2 separate regions of the Danio rerio genome follow, and region 2 is linked to region 1. The links are chromatin contacts, called in public Hi-C maps. All regions are on one chromosome and are shown on one strand. Each heading gives the region's core, a stretch centred on a gene start, on an enhancer-like site or on the middle of the called end of the contact. The rest is flanking DNA. Distances are from core to core; before and after follow the strand shown. Region 1 has its middle 47 kb from the start of tle3a. Region 2 has its middle 53 kb from the start of kif23.

The links. Hi-C and Micro-C count contacts between places; a contact is called where the count stands out from the background.
Region 2: a contact with region 1 is called in a Hi-C map of embryo, with 2.6 times the contacts expected there. The contact joins two enhancer-like sites. A contact is called at or near these places in 1 of 18 Hi-C or Micro-C datasets (embryo) and 1 of 4 datasets of contacts at active chromatin or transcription factors (caudal fin).

The regions. Positions count from the first base shown.
Region 1 is chr18:21,659,610-21,665,602 of GRCz12tu, forward strand. No RefSeq gene overlaps it. Among named protein-coding and RNA genes, the nearest start is that of tle3a, 47 kb to the left of the region's middle. Within about 2 kb of position 1,917, at least 33 of the 62 cell types and tissues checked have an H3K27ac peak or open chromatin away from gene starts, as enhancers often do.
Region 2 is chr18:21,790,402-21,796,577 of GRCz12tu, forward strand. No RefSeq gene overlaps it. Among named protein-coding and RNA genes, the nearest start is that of kif23, 53 kb to the right of the region's middle. Within about 2 kb of position 1,375, at least 46 of the 62 cell types and tissues checked have an H3K27ac peak or open chromatin away from gene starts, as enhancers often do.

The sequences.
Region 1 (5,993 bases), core at 667-3,166:
TGCTGAATTACAGTTTTAATAGTAAATAATGGCCATTATAAAAGTATAATAATAATAATAATATTACAGTACAATAAGTTTAAACAATATAAGAAACAAAGGGAAGCAATAAGTCACTATGCAGAATCAGCGTACGTGCTTACATAAATTAATATCTATATTAAATCTTATCTTTGCGTTCTGCCAAAACACGTTACATGAGAACAAAGAATAGATTCAAAAGACCAAAATATCATTAGATAGAGATTAGATGAATTAAACATCACGTTTAACAACTATTGAGATGAAATCCAGCGGAAGATCCTTGATGAACTGTCCACCTGCGCTGCCCTTACCTGGGGAGGTGTGTTCAAAGCACCCGTGTACTACCTGAAGCTCAGACGTGCGCAAATGCTGGAGCACATGCCAGAGTCTGTGTGGTGTCACATGATGTGCATTTTCAGTGGTGTAGTGTGGATGGAGATTTTTTCAGTAACGCTAGGTAAAACGCCAGTGTGGACGTGGATTGTTTACATTCTAAAACATCGCTTTAAAACTAAAACATATTAGTGTTAACGGGGCCTTAGTGCTGTGGATGTCCCTTTCCTTATGCATTTTCGGGTCGCTTTAACTGACCTCAGCAGGACTGCAGTTCACGCTGAGTGGAAAACGCATATACAGCTGCGGTGATGTATTTGTGGCTGTGGTAAAACCTCTCCAGGTGCCCTGTTTGATTCATTGGCGCATCTGTCATCCCCTGCCTCTCCTGCTGAACCAGACAAAAGCAGAGCCACGCTAGATTGAAAAGGCAGAGGAGCAATCTTTTAAATGGATCTCTTTTCGAAAATATATTATGACATAATCATGTTTTCTTCTCAAAGCCCAAGGGAAGGCTGCCTGTCAGACTCTGGCCTTCTCTTCACTCGCCTTCCCCTGAACAAAAAGCAGCTAAAAAAAGAGAGAGAAAGCGAGAGGGAGGGGGAAAAGAAACGTGGTTGTGTGCTAATAGAACCCAGAGGCACTCTGAAACCTTAGACATTCTGCTTTTCTGCTCTCAGTCGGGAGATTAAAGCTGGGGAAACGTTACAGGAGGCTGGATAATTGCCCCTGTGTCTCCAGCAGACAAAAGCCAACGCTTCGACAATTCCCCGCGGTAAGTCGTCAAGAGAGGCTCAAGGATCCTTCAAGGCTGCAGCAAATTGTATAGTCCTGTCTAACAAACTACCAATCTCTGGATATTATGAGGCACCCATACAATCCCGGGCGTAATGACAGCTTGCACTGCCATAATGGAGTGGAGGCACAAAATGTTTTTTTCTTTTTCCTTTTTTCGTGAGCACACTTCAGATGGGGGAAAAAAGCTATACCAGCTACTATTTTTTTTCCTCTTTCTGAATTCCCATTTGTGTTTTGATCTCTTTTTTGTTTTTCTTTTAAATATTCATTATCGCTGTAGCTGATGCCACCAACAGGTGATTGCAACCTTTTCCCCAAAGGACCACTTGATCTGTTGCCTGAGAAAAATCTGCAAGCGGCTAATGAGTTGCCTAGCATTGGGGTGGCTATAAATTAACAAGGGTTTTTTTTTTTGTGTGTGTTGGTGTTGTTCCTCGCCCCCCCTCTCCCCTCCTGCTCTCACGTTTTTCGATTTGCTCCCTCTCTCTACCTGCTTCACGCCTCATTGCCGCCAGCAGCAGCGGCGGTGATGTCTGGCTCCGGCAGTCCTTTTTTTGTCGGTTCGGTTCATGTTTAGAATTAGCCATTTGACAAGAACAAAAGAAATTAATTGGTGGTTTAAGCCCTAATGAGACGGCTTTGAAATTAACAGGGCTCATCAATGGAAACAAACAAAATCCTTCAGGGCCGTTGTTGAGGGAGCATTACTCTGACAGGGCTTTTGACACAATGATGAATAGCAGGTCAGGAGAGACCATCTGTGCTTATTTAAACCCCTGCAGGAGAGGGGAGGGTTGTGGCCTGGCTGGAAGAGATGGCGATAAAAAGAGAAAGGGGGCGAAAATAAGCCGAGAAAAGCCTCAAATTCACCAGCTTTATTCATCGCCCTTCAGCATGACACCACTGCCCAACTAGGGCTACAAAGGAAATAAAAAGCACTCACATTTGCATGTGAAAGGTTCAGGGACTCTGACTATGCATCCAGAAAGCCAAAGAGCTCTGATTTCAAGGGATATTTAACCTCCATTCAGGCTGCAACAAAGGCTTGGCTGTCGGGCTGAGAGCCCCGGCTCGGGCTGATTGGGGAAGGGGGAGGGGGTTTGGGATCAGAGACCTCATTTGTTCTCCCTCTTTACTCGGCTCTGTCTCTGTATCTGCCGAAGAGCTCTAACCTCTCCCTCCCTCCTGCTCGACTCCACAGGCGCAAGGCCCTCTGTGTTTTGTAAAGCCACCATTTTGCCACTTTAATGTATAATTAACACATTAATAATCCATTGGCACATGGGCTTGTTTTCAAGCTTGTTTTAGGGATTGGCTGAGGAAACTGTTCAGTTACAGTCAAACCAAAATTTCTTTTTCTTTTCCTAGTGGGTGCAGGACCCTATTTATGCAAGCAGGGATAATAAAATCCTTATCAACTGTGACATATTAGAAGCATTCTTCATGCAGTGCTTTTCATGGAGCTGGTTGACAGCAAGGAGAGTACAGGGTCTCATTAAGGCTAAAGCTACATTCACATGACCTCAATGTAGCCAAAAACATTGGCTAAAAAGCTAAACAAAAAACATCCGTGAAAGAACCAAAGCACTGTATTATATCTTCCAGGTCACTGTATGGTGCTGTCACTTGTTAGTAAACAGTACCTGTAAGTAAGTGGCGATGTGTCATCGGTGACTGTGCTTGTGTGTATGCAGAATTTGTAGTGCGTGTATAAAGCGTCTATGCTGTTGGTTGTAATGTTAAGAATCAACACTACCACATACTCTGCCATTGTTGTGTTTGTTTGCTCTTGCTTTTAGTCTACACCTCTCTAAATACATACCATGCACCCGCATGACATCGTTTTCAAAGACTTGTTTTTGTGTGTTTACATGGACATGACAATGGCGGCGTTTTCAAAATTGTCAGTCCTTTTTCAGATTTATTGCCATTGTCATGTAAACAAACAACGCATATGGCGTTTACAGTTTTTGGCTAAAAATGTCATATAAACAGCCTCTTAACAGTAACCAACAACAGTTGTCTGAATTGTTTTGGTTTGATTATAGCCTATTACATACTTTACCTTTTTTTTTTTTTTTTAAAGATTTATTTTTGGCCTTTATTAGATGGAACAGTATTTAGACAGGAAGTGAAGTTGGAGAGAGTAGGGTAGGGAAATGTCCTTGAGCCAGGATTCAACCACAGGACGCCCTGACGTGCTACTACACCATATGTTGACGTGCTAGCCACTTGGCTATTGCTCCGACAACATTCTCTACATTTCTACCAAAGTTATCTGACATTTTATAGATAAATTTGTTGACACAACAGATAACCAAGTTCTCGCTGTATTTTATTATCATTTTCTAAACTTAGTGTGAGAATTGCAACACGATTTTATGGCAACTTGTAACGTTTTGATTTAGTGGCTAATTCATATGAATTAATTTAATCTCATACATACAATTTTGTGTGATTTGCTAATGACTGTTGGGTTTAGGGGAGGGGTTGGGTGCTGCCATGCCTCTTTTTTTAAATTGTACATTTTCGTACGATGGAACTTGTACAAACTCATGTGAAAAAAGGCTGGTTTATACTTCTGTGTCAATGGATTGCTGTGACCCACCGCGCCCCTGCCTTGCGCATTGCCATGCATTTATACTTCTGCGTGCTGTTTGTGTTGCTCTACAATAACACTTTTGAAACACTAGCTGGCAGTGAGGTTTTCATGTTCCTTTGTGTTGAATTTTTTTTTCACAGGTATTTTGTTTTTTTTGAACGTTACCTTAATGTAAAAGTAGCTAAAACTCGCTCATTCTGAGGCGGGAACTGGCGGACGTGCAGCAACTTTAATCATAGGTAAACACTTGGGCTGTGTGATTAATCAAAATCGAATCGCAATTTGAAATGTCGTAATTAGTTAATCGCAAGAGGCTGCATTATAAAATATATATGTATATTAATAAAACAAAAACAACGAATAGTAGCTGCTTCAGAAAATTAAACATTCTAGACTTTCTGCGATGGTGACATGAGGCACCGCAGACATGGTATCGGTTGTCATGAACTATGCCACATTACACAAGATGAAATGATTGATCCGGTGTCACGATGCCCATTTGTCGCTTGCAACTCCCCACGACACCCTATCTCAAGGACATTTTTAAGAGCCGTCACAGAATTGTTCCATGGCTTACGGATTATTGAGCTGAAACTTGAATTAAATTAAAATCAGCTTAAAGCTTGAATTAAATCGTAAATCAAATCGCAGTATCTGTCGAAAAAAATCGCAGTTAGATATATACCCCAAATCGCACAGTCCTAAACATCTGAGCTCCTTCACGGGACTCCACACTTGTAAACACTCGCTCTAACGGGTTCCCACGGCTCTCACCCCCGCCCACACTCGCCATCGCTACTAAGCCAACCAATCACAGAGCTTGCGCTTATTGCAAAATGTAGTTGCATTTTTTGAGAGGTGTGCATCAGCGTCAGCCACAGCAAGGAGTATGCAACAGCCTCAGTGTAAATCAGCCTTTTGCCACTGAACTGACAAAATGTAAAATAGTTATGTTTCCTCGTGAGATCAGACTGGAGAATTGTTGAAGGTGTCTGAATAATGTCTGGTTTGTCTGTGCACCACAGCTCAGATTCAATGTCCTAGTCCCTGATCCCTGATTCTGTCCTCCCAGCATGCCTCAGCTCTCCCCTGCCAGCTTGTTTGTGGATCACAGGGGACTGGTGATAAATAAACAGCCCGTGCGGAGGGGAGGAGGAGTGCTGGATGTCTGGGCGATGTTTAGCTCTTCCTCGGTTAGATAAGGAAATGTTTGATGAAGTAAGGAGGAACGAGAACGATTTAGGTCATCTAATCTGATTCTCAGAGAATTGGTTGAGCCTCAGTGGGGAGCAGTAATTACATAGTAGGATTAGCGGGACTGTCTCTCCCCCCCTCCTTCCAAAAAGCGCTCATGCCCTGTAGGGTCGGCCTTTGACGGGATGAGGGGGGTTGGGGGGAGGATGAGACTCAAGGGGAAGTACAGCGCGTTAGTCAGGGTGCACTCTGGGTAAAGCTGGCGAATGGACATCTAATAATATAAATAGGTAAATCCTTTGCTTGCTAAGGCAGGGATTGCACCGTAGCCTAACAAGGATTAGCCCAAAATATAACATCTGATGCTTTTTTTGGGGTTGGTCAAGTAGTGGGTATTAATCAAGTGCAAACTGATAGCTGCTTAGTCGCTGATTTATCTAATTAGGAAGAATTAACTAATTAGGAGACAGAGTACAGTCTGATTTAGTTACTTGGATTGTACAACCAGAGTTCTAATTGTATTCGTCTGTTTTTGTCTGTCTGGTTTACCACTGTTTGCTGTGTTTTAAATTAGCTGCTTCATAAAAATAACTGTGGAAGCCTGTTGCTGCTTTACAGTAAAACAATAAAACAAGTAGTGGGAAGCCAATTTTAATAATCGGAAATGGAAATAGTTGCGCGGTGTCCTATAAAGTGAAATTTATTAGAAAGTAAATAGTATTTCAAACAAAAAGAAACAGCTCATAGGTTATGCAATGTCAGTTATTATTACTGAATGGTTAAGGTTTACAAGGTTCTGTGTGTATATTAGTTTCTGCAGTGGTTAACAAGACATATTAACTTCACAGCATGTCAGGTTGTGCATTACACATTTCAGGTTGTATAAATTAATGATGAACAATAATTTATTTATTAGGGATGGGGGAATATGTTGGCCTTACTGTTATCGGCCGATATTAGAACTTGCCATAAGCTAACATTAATGTTGGTTATTTTCACTGGTTATCAGCTTTAAAAGGTTTGTAGGTAATAATGTACATGC
Region 2 (6,176 bases), core at 125-2,624, 130 kb after region 1:
TTTGAGCTGATAGAAAGGCAATAGTCACTTAAATAACTGTTCGTTACAGCTGAGGTATGCAGCAGACCATCTCTGAATGCACAACATGTCTAACCTTGAGACGGATGGGCTACAACAGTAGAAGACCACACCAGGTGCCATTCCTGTCAGCTAAGAACAGGAAACTGAGGCTACAATTCACACAGGCTAACCAAAATTGGACAATAGATGATTGGAAAAAGGTTGCCTGGTCTGATGAGTCTTGATTTCTGCTGCGACATTCGGATGGTAGGGTCAGAATTTGGCATCAACAACATGAAAGCTTCGATCCATCCTGCCTTGTATTAACAATCCAACCTGGCTCTAGTAAGGTGTACCTAATAAAGTGGCCAGTGAGTATATATATATACTATATATATATATGTATATTTATATACTATATATATGTGCGTGTGTGTGTGTGTGTGTGTGTGTGTGTGTGTGTGTGTGTGTGTGTGTGTGTGTGTGTGTGTGTGTGTGTGAACATATATGTAATCCCAATGATAAAAAAATATGCATGTGGCCTTTTTTCAGTAATTCAAACTATATGTTGCATATATGACATCATTTATGTATGTAAAATTCAAATATGAACCTGTATATCAAATATTAGTGACACTTTACAATAAGGTTTTAGGTTAATTTTAGTTCATATATTTACTAACATGAACAAACAATGAACAATACATTCGTTAAAGTCAAGTGTGTATTCGTCTTTGTCAGCGTTAGTTTATGATAATAAAGTCGTTCATTGTTAGTTCATGTTAACTCACAGTGCGTTAGCTATTGTAAACAAGCATGAGTTTGGATTTGAATAACGCATTAGTAAATATTAAACTATGATTCATAAATGCTGTGCAAGTATATTGTTCATAATTAGTTCATGTTAGTAAAAATACACTAACATTTATAAAACCTTATAGTAAAGTGTGATTTAATTTGCATATATTTCCTTGTATCAGACTTCTACATGAGTTGTTTTGAATGTTTGTGGTTATTCATGGTCTGCTGAAAGTAATTTATTAATTGTAATATTCATGAAAGGGGATGATACTTCACTGAACCCAGTTTTTAAAACTCTGATTGTTTACAGTTTAATGCACATTACTCAAATGGTTCAAGCAAAGCATCACAGGGCATTGGAAAAAGGTGAATTTACTGTAAATATGTGTGATGTAGATGGAACATCTTTGACCCATCAGCAGTTTCTTCAGCAATAGCCAGGGGCAAAAGAATGCTGTACCAAAATCCTGTCATCTCTTTATCCCATGCTTTGTTGGCTCTGTTGTGAATGGTCAAGGTTCAGCAGGAGCGCAGAATCGCGCCCCTCACCCACAGTCAGTCAGTCAGAGGCGGTGCTTTCCCTTCCCCCACCTTCCTCCCGCCTGTGTGCTCAGCTAATATTGACTCTCCTGGCTAACACTGCCTCTATTGAGCTCAGCCATTCACAATAATGTTTGACCAGCATTAGAACATCATTGAGATAACAGGGCAGGCGAGGATCGGGCCTCGCTGAGGTTACACGGCTAATGAAAGCCAGGAGGGGAGTAAATGACAGGGGAACAGGGGGAAAAACACCTAAACATGAATGTGACTTTCAAAGCGTGCTAAAGTTTGTGGTGTTGTGGACTGTGGCATTTTATTGAACAATGATGAAGAAGAGCAAACAGATTTACAGCAAATATCAGACAAAGTACTTTGTAGTACTACTTTGTGTGCATTTTCTGTCTCAGTAAGCTGTTGCTCTCCTGGATGTATCTATAATTTTACAATATCATGCTGTATTTTAGCTGGGAATTTAGCTAAACAGAGTGCTTTGTTTGCACAATTAAAAGTACCAATTGGCTATTTTTTTTTCATTTTACCAATAGTCTTAGTGATCTAATAATAAGTTTCACTATTTTGTCTCATAACACATAATTCCCATTTTAACAGTTGAGCTAGTTGCCAACATCATCCCTACACTCTCAGAAATAAAGGTATGTGGGCTGTCACTGGGGTGGTACCTTTTCAAAAGCTACACATTTGTACCTAAAAGTTCAAATTTAATACCTCAAGTGTACATATTAGTACCTAAAAGTACAAAAGTGTTCTTCTTAAATTTTTTAGGTACTAACATATACTTTTGAGGTACCAATTTAGAGCCTTTAAGTACAAATGTGTAGCTTTTGAAAATGTACCACTCCAGTGGCAGCTCACATACCTTTATTTCTGAGAGTGTAATTAATGGGGGGCAAATTCAGTTAGTAACAAATAATACATATTTGGGTGTGATGTTGGACAATGCACTTAATGTATGGACTGGCTGTATAAGGAAAAAGCTTCAACAGAAAATGTGCTCCTTAAAGAAACTATTGTCTTTTAATGTTGACAACACATCGCTGATTATGTTTTATAGTGCTTTTATCGAAAGTATTGCAACATTTTGTGTGATCTTTTAGTATAGAAATGCGTCTGAGGACCAGAAGAGGTCATAGGGGAGGGTGGTAACAACAGCCAGTAAGTTGTTGGGAATAAAACTAAAGAGTATTGATATATACACAGAAAGAGTATTAAATAAGGCTACCATGATTGTCAATGATGAGAGGCATCCTTTATCAAAATTTGGCCAGAGGAGAAATGGTCATGACCAACAGAGCCTGGTTTCTCTCAAGGTTTTTTTTTCTTCACTTTCGTCAATTGGTGAAGTTTGTTCCTCGCCACTGTCACCCCTTGCTCGCTTGGTTTGGGTCTTGTGGAGCTGCGCATTGGTGGATTTGTTCTTCAGTGTTTGGACTTTCAGTAGTGAAATTTAAACCATACTGAACTGATGTTCAACTCTGAAATCTGGACTGGCACAGTTACAATTGACTAAAACTTCTATGTTAAGCTGCTTTATCACAATCTACATAGTAAAAGTGCTATAGACATAAAGATGAATTGAATTGAATTATACACCTTTAACCTGTTACCATCAGGTTGTCGAAATTGGGTTCCCACATGTGTAGGAAAAAGAAATAGGGCAAAAGTATCGTTTATACCTCAAGCAATTATGTTTTTTTTTTATTATTATTTCTCCTCTCTTCGTAGTAGTTGATGGCCAGTATACTGGATATTTATTTAGATTAGTGGTTCCATAGTATATTAGGTTTTTATTTTGCTATTTATTTAGGTATTTATTTTTTTATATTTATTTTGATTTATTTTTATAAATGCTAAATGTGAATTGTCAGATGTCTCTGTGAGTGTATGCTGCAAATGACATTTTTCTACAAGACAATTAAATTTAAATAACTAGCTAACTAACTAACTAACTAACTAACTAACTAACTAACTAACTAACATAGTTAAATTAAATTATACGTTATTTTAAGTTTATGTTTTTTATATAAAAATTTATATTTTATATAACCTCTTGGCAAATAATTAATAATACAAACTTGGCTTGTATTTGTTTTACATTTTTAGTTTAACATTTCAGTATACATTTTAGAATTCTATGTGCTCTCTGTCTGTTTACATGTTGTTTATTTCAGTTTTTAGCCATTTTTTTCTGATTTATTTCAATGTGCTCTCTCTCTCCCTCTGTAAACGGAAAAAAAGTTGTATGAATTATGTGTCAAAGTGCTAAATATAAAAAAAAGAGGTATTTTTTCATTGTTTTTTACATTGTGAAAGGCTTAAAGATTTATTTCTGATGTTTAGTTTTGTTTGCGGATATTAAGTTTATTTCATTTTTAATTTCAAATTTGCAAAAAAAAAGAGAGAAAAAAAAAGTTAATTATTAATTTTGTTGTTGGAAAAGCCAAACATACATAACATTAAAAGAAATAATAGAGGAAGAATTTTGTTGAGATGTGGAGCAAATTTTTAAGAGTTAAATCAAAGTGAGAATCAAAAAATAAAAATTATAAGAATGTCAAGAATATTGAAGAGTTTGAAAATATGTGGATTTATAAAGATAGGTTGTGCTCTGTTAAAGATGGAGGACTAATATTTACAAAGTGGCTTGAGTAAAATGAACCTTTGTAATATTGATATTTTGGTATGAAATAATTTTTAAAAATCAAACAAAAAGAGAGAGAGAAATTAAATTGAAGTTTAATACACCTTTATTTAATACAAAATGTTAAACTGTTTTTTGTTGATTTAAACTAAAACAATTTTCCAAATCACACAATGTTTTCATCAAAAAACATGACGTTATTTTCAACCCAAGACAACATTTTTTTACACTCCACATGCCTTCAAAATCTTTCATTGACAAATAAAAATTTTATCCACGCCTTATTATTGCTTTTATAAGCCCTTTAAAAATCAGTTCAACTTTATAACTAGTCCCACAAAATCTTGTACCTCCTAATGTATAGCACAATTTCTGCTTGTCCTAATATAAAATTTAACAGCTCTTTTCCTTTTTCTTTTTTTTCCATCTTCAAGACCAAATACAAACGAAAAGAGAGAGAGAAATCCCCCAATATCATATTTTAAGTCATATTTTTCTATCAGTATTCTCTTTTTCTTATTCGTTTTGTTTTGTAACCCCTAAGCATGCTAACTACAATAATTTCAGGTTGTAATGCTAAAATAAAGTCTATCACTTCTGTTGCCACATCTAGCATTATAATTTTCCCTGCTGAATTCAGCATAGCTCTCATACTAGCTCTCTAATAGCATACTACACTTACTATTTCTGCCATATGGTAATATGCTGTTCTGAATTCAGCCTCCCATTCATTCTTACACAAGTGGTCCATCTCCTCCCCCTGAAAGTGCTGAAATGAGCTGCAGGAGACGCGGTGCTGCCATCTCATGGACAAACACTGCTCCGGTCCACTTCATGCCTTGTTTGAATGGCTTCAGGTTATATTTCCACTCAGCCATGTACGCTAAATGAAGCATATATAATGCAAATGAGAGCCCAAGCGAGAGCAGAGCAGCCGTCTGTAGTGTTGCTGGATCAGGCAACAGAAGAAGACCTCAGCGTCTTTTGGTGGGAGAAATCTGACAATCAGGAAATAAAACATTCATTCATTCATTCATTTTCTTTTCAGCTTAGTCCCTTTATTAATCAGGGGTCGCCACAGCGGAATTAACCGCCAACTTATCCAGCTTGTTTTTGCAGCGGATGCAATTTCAGCTGCAACCCATCTCAGGGAGACACCAGCTCATTCACACAAATACACTACTGAAAATTTAGCCTACCCAATTCACCTGTGCTGCATGTCTTTTGACTTTTGGGGAAAACCGGAGCACCCTAGGGAAACCCACACCAACACGGGGAGAACATGCAAACTCCACACAGAAATGTCAACTTATCCAGCACCGAGGCTCGAGCCAGTGACCTTCTTGCTGTGAGAGCTGCCCACTGAGCCACCACATTGCCTAACTAAAATATGTTTTACTTATTATATTTAAAAATGATTTTTAATATACAAAAATAATGTGTTTATATATTGTATTTAGGATGTTGTTTAATAGTTTTAGGACAACTTTTATAAAACGTTTCGATCCATAGGTTCCGATATATTAAAAGTCTTTTTTGGATATCTAATGTCATTCATTCATTTTCCTTAGCCTTTGTCCCTTATTTATCAGGGGTTGCCACAGCGGAAGGAACCGCCAACTATTCCAGCATATGGTTTACGCAGCAAATGCCCTTCCTGCTGTGACCCAGTACTGGGAAACACCCACACACGCACTCACAGGCCAATTTATTTTATTCAATTCACTTAAAGCCCATGTCTTTGGACTGTGGGGGAAACCATAGCACCCAGAGGAAACCCACTCTAACACGGGGAGAGAATGCAAACTCCACACAGAAATGCCAACATCAGGGCTAACCACTGAGCCTTGGTGCCACCCATATCTAAAATGTAAACAACAAAAAAGAAACCTACTTTAAATATACTCTAAAAAGCTCCTCTGGACACATTAGGAAAGATCTTGATTACCACTAAAACAAACAAAAATCGGGGGAGGCAGTGGCGCAGTAGGTAGTGCTGTCGACTCACAGCAAAAAGGTCGCTGGGTTGCTGGTTTGAACCTCGGTTCAGTTGGTGTTTCTGTGTGGAGTTTGCATGTTCTCCCTGCCTTCGCGTGGGTTTCCTCCGGGTGCTCCAGTTTCCCCCACAGTCCAAAGACATGTGGTACAGGTGAATTGGGTAGGCTAAATTGTC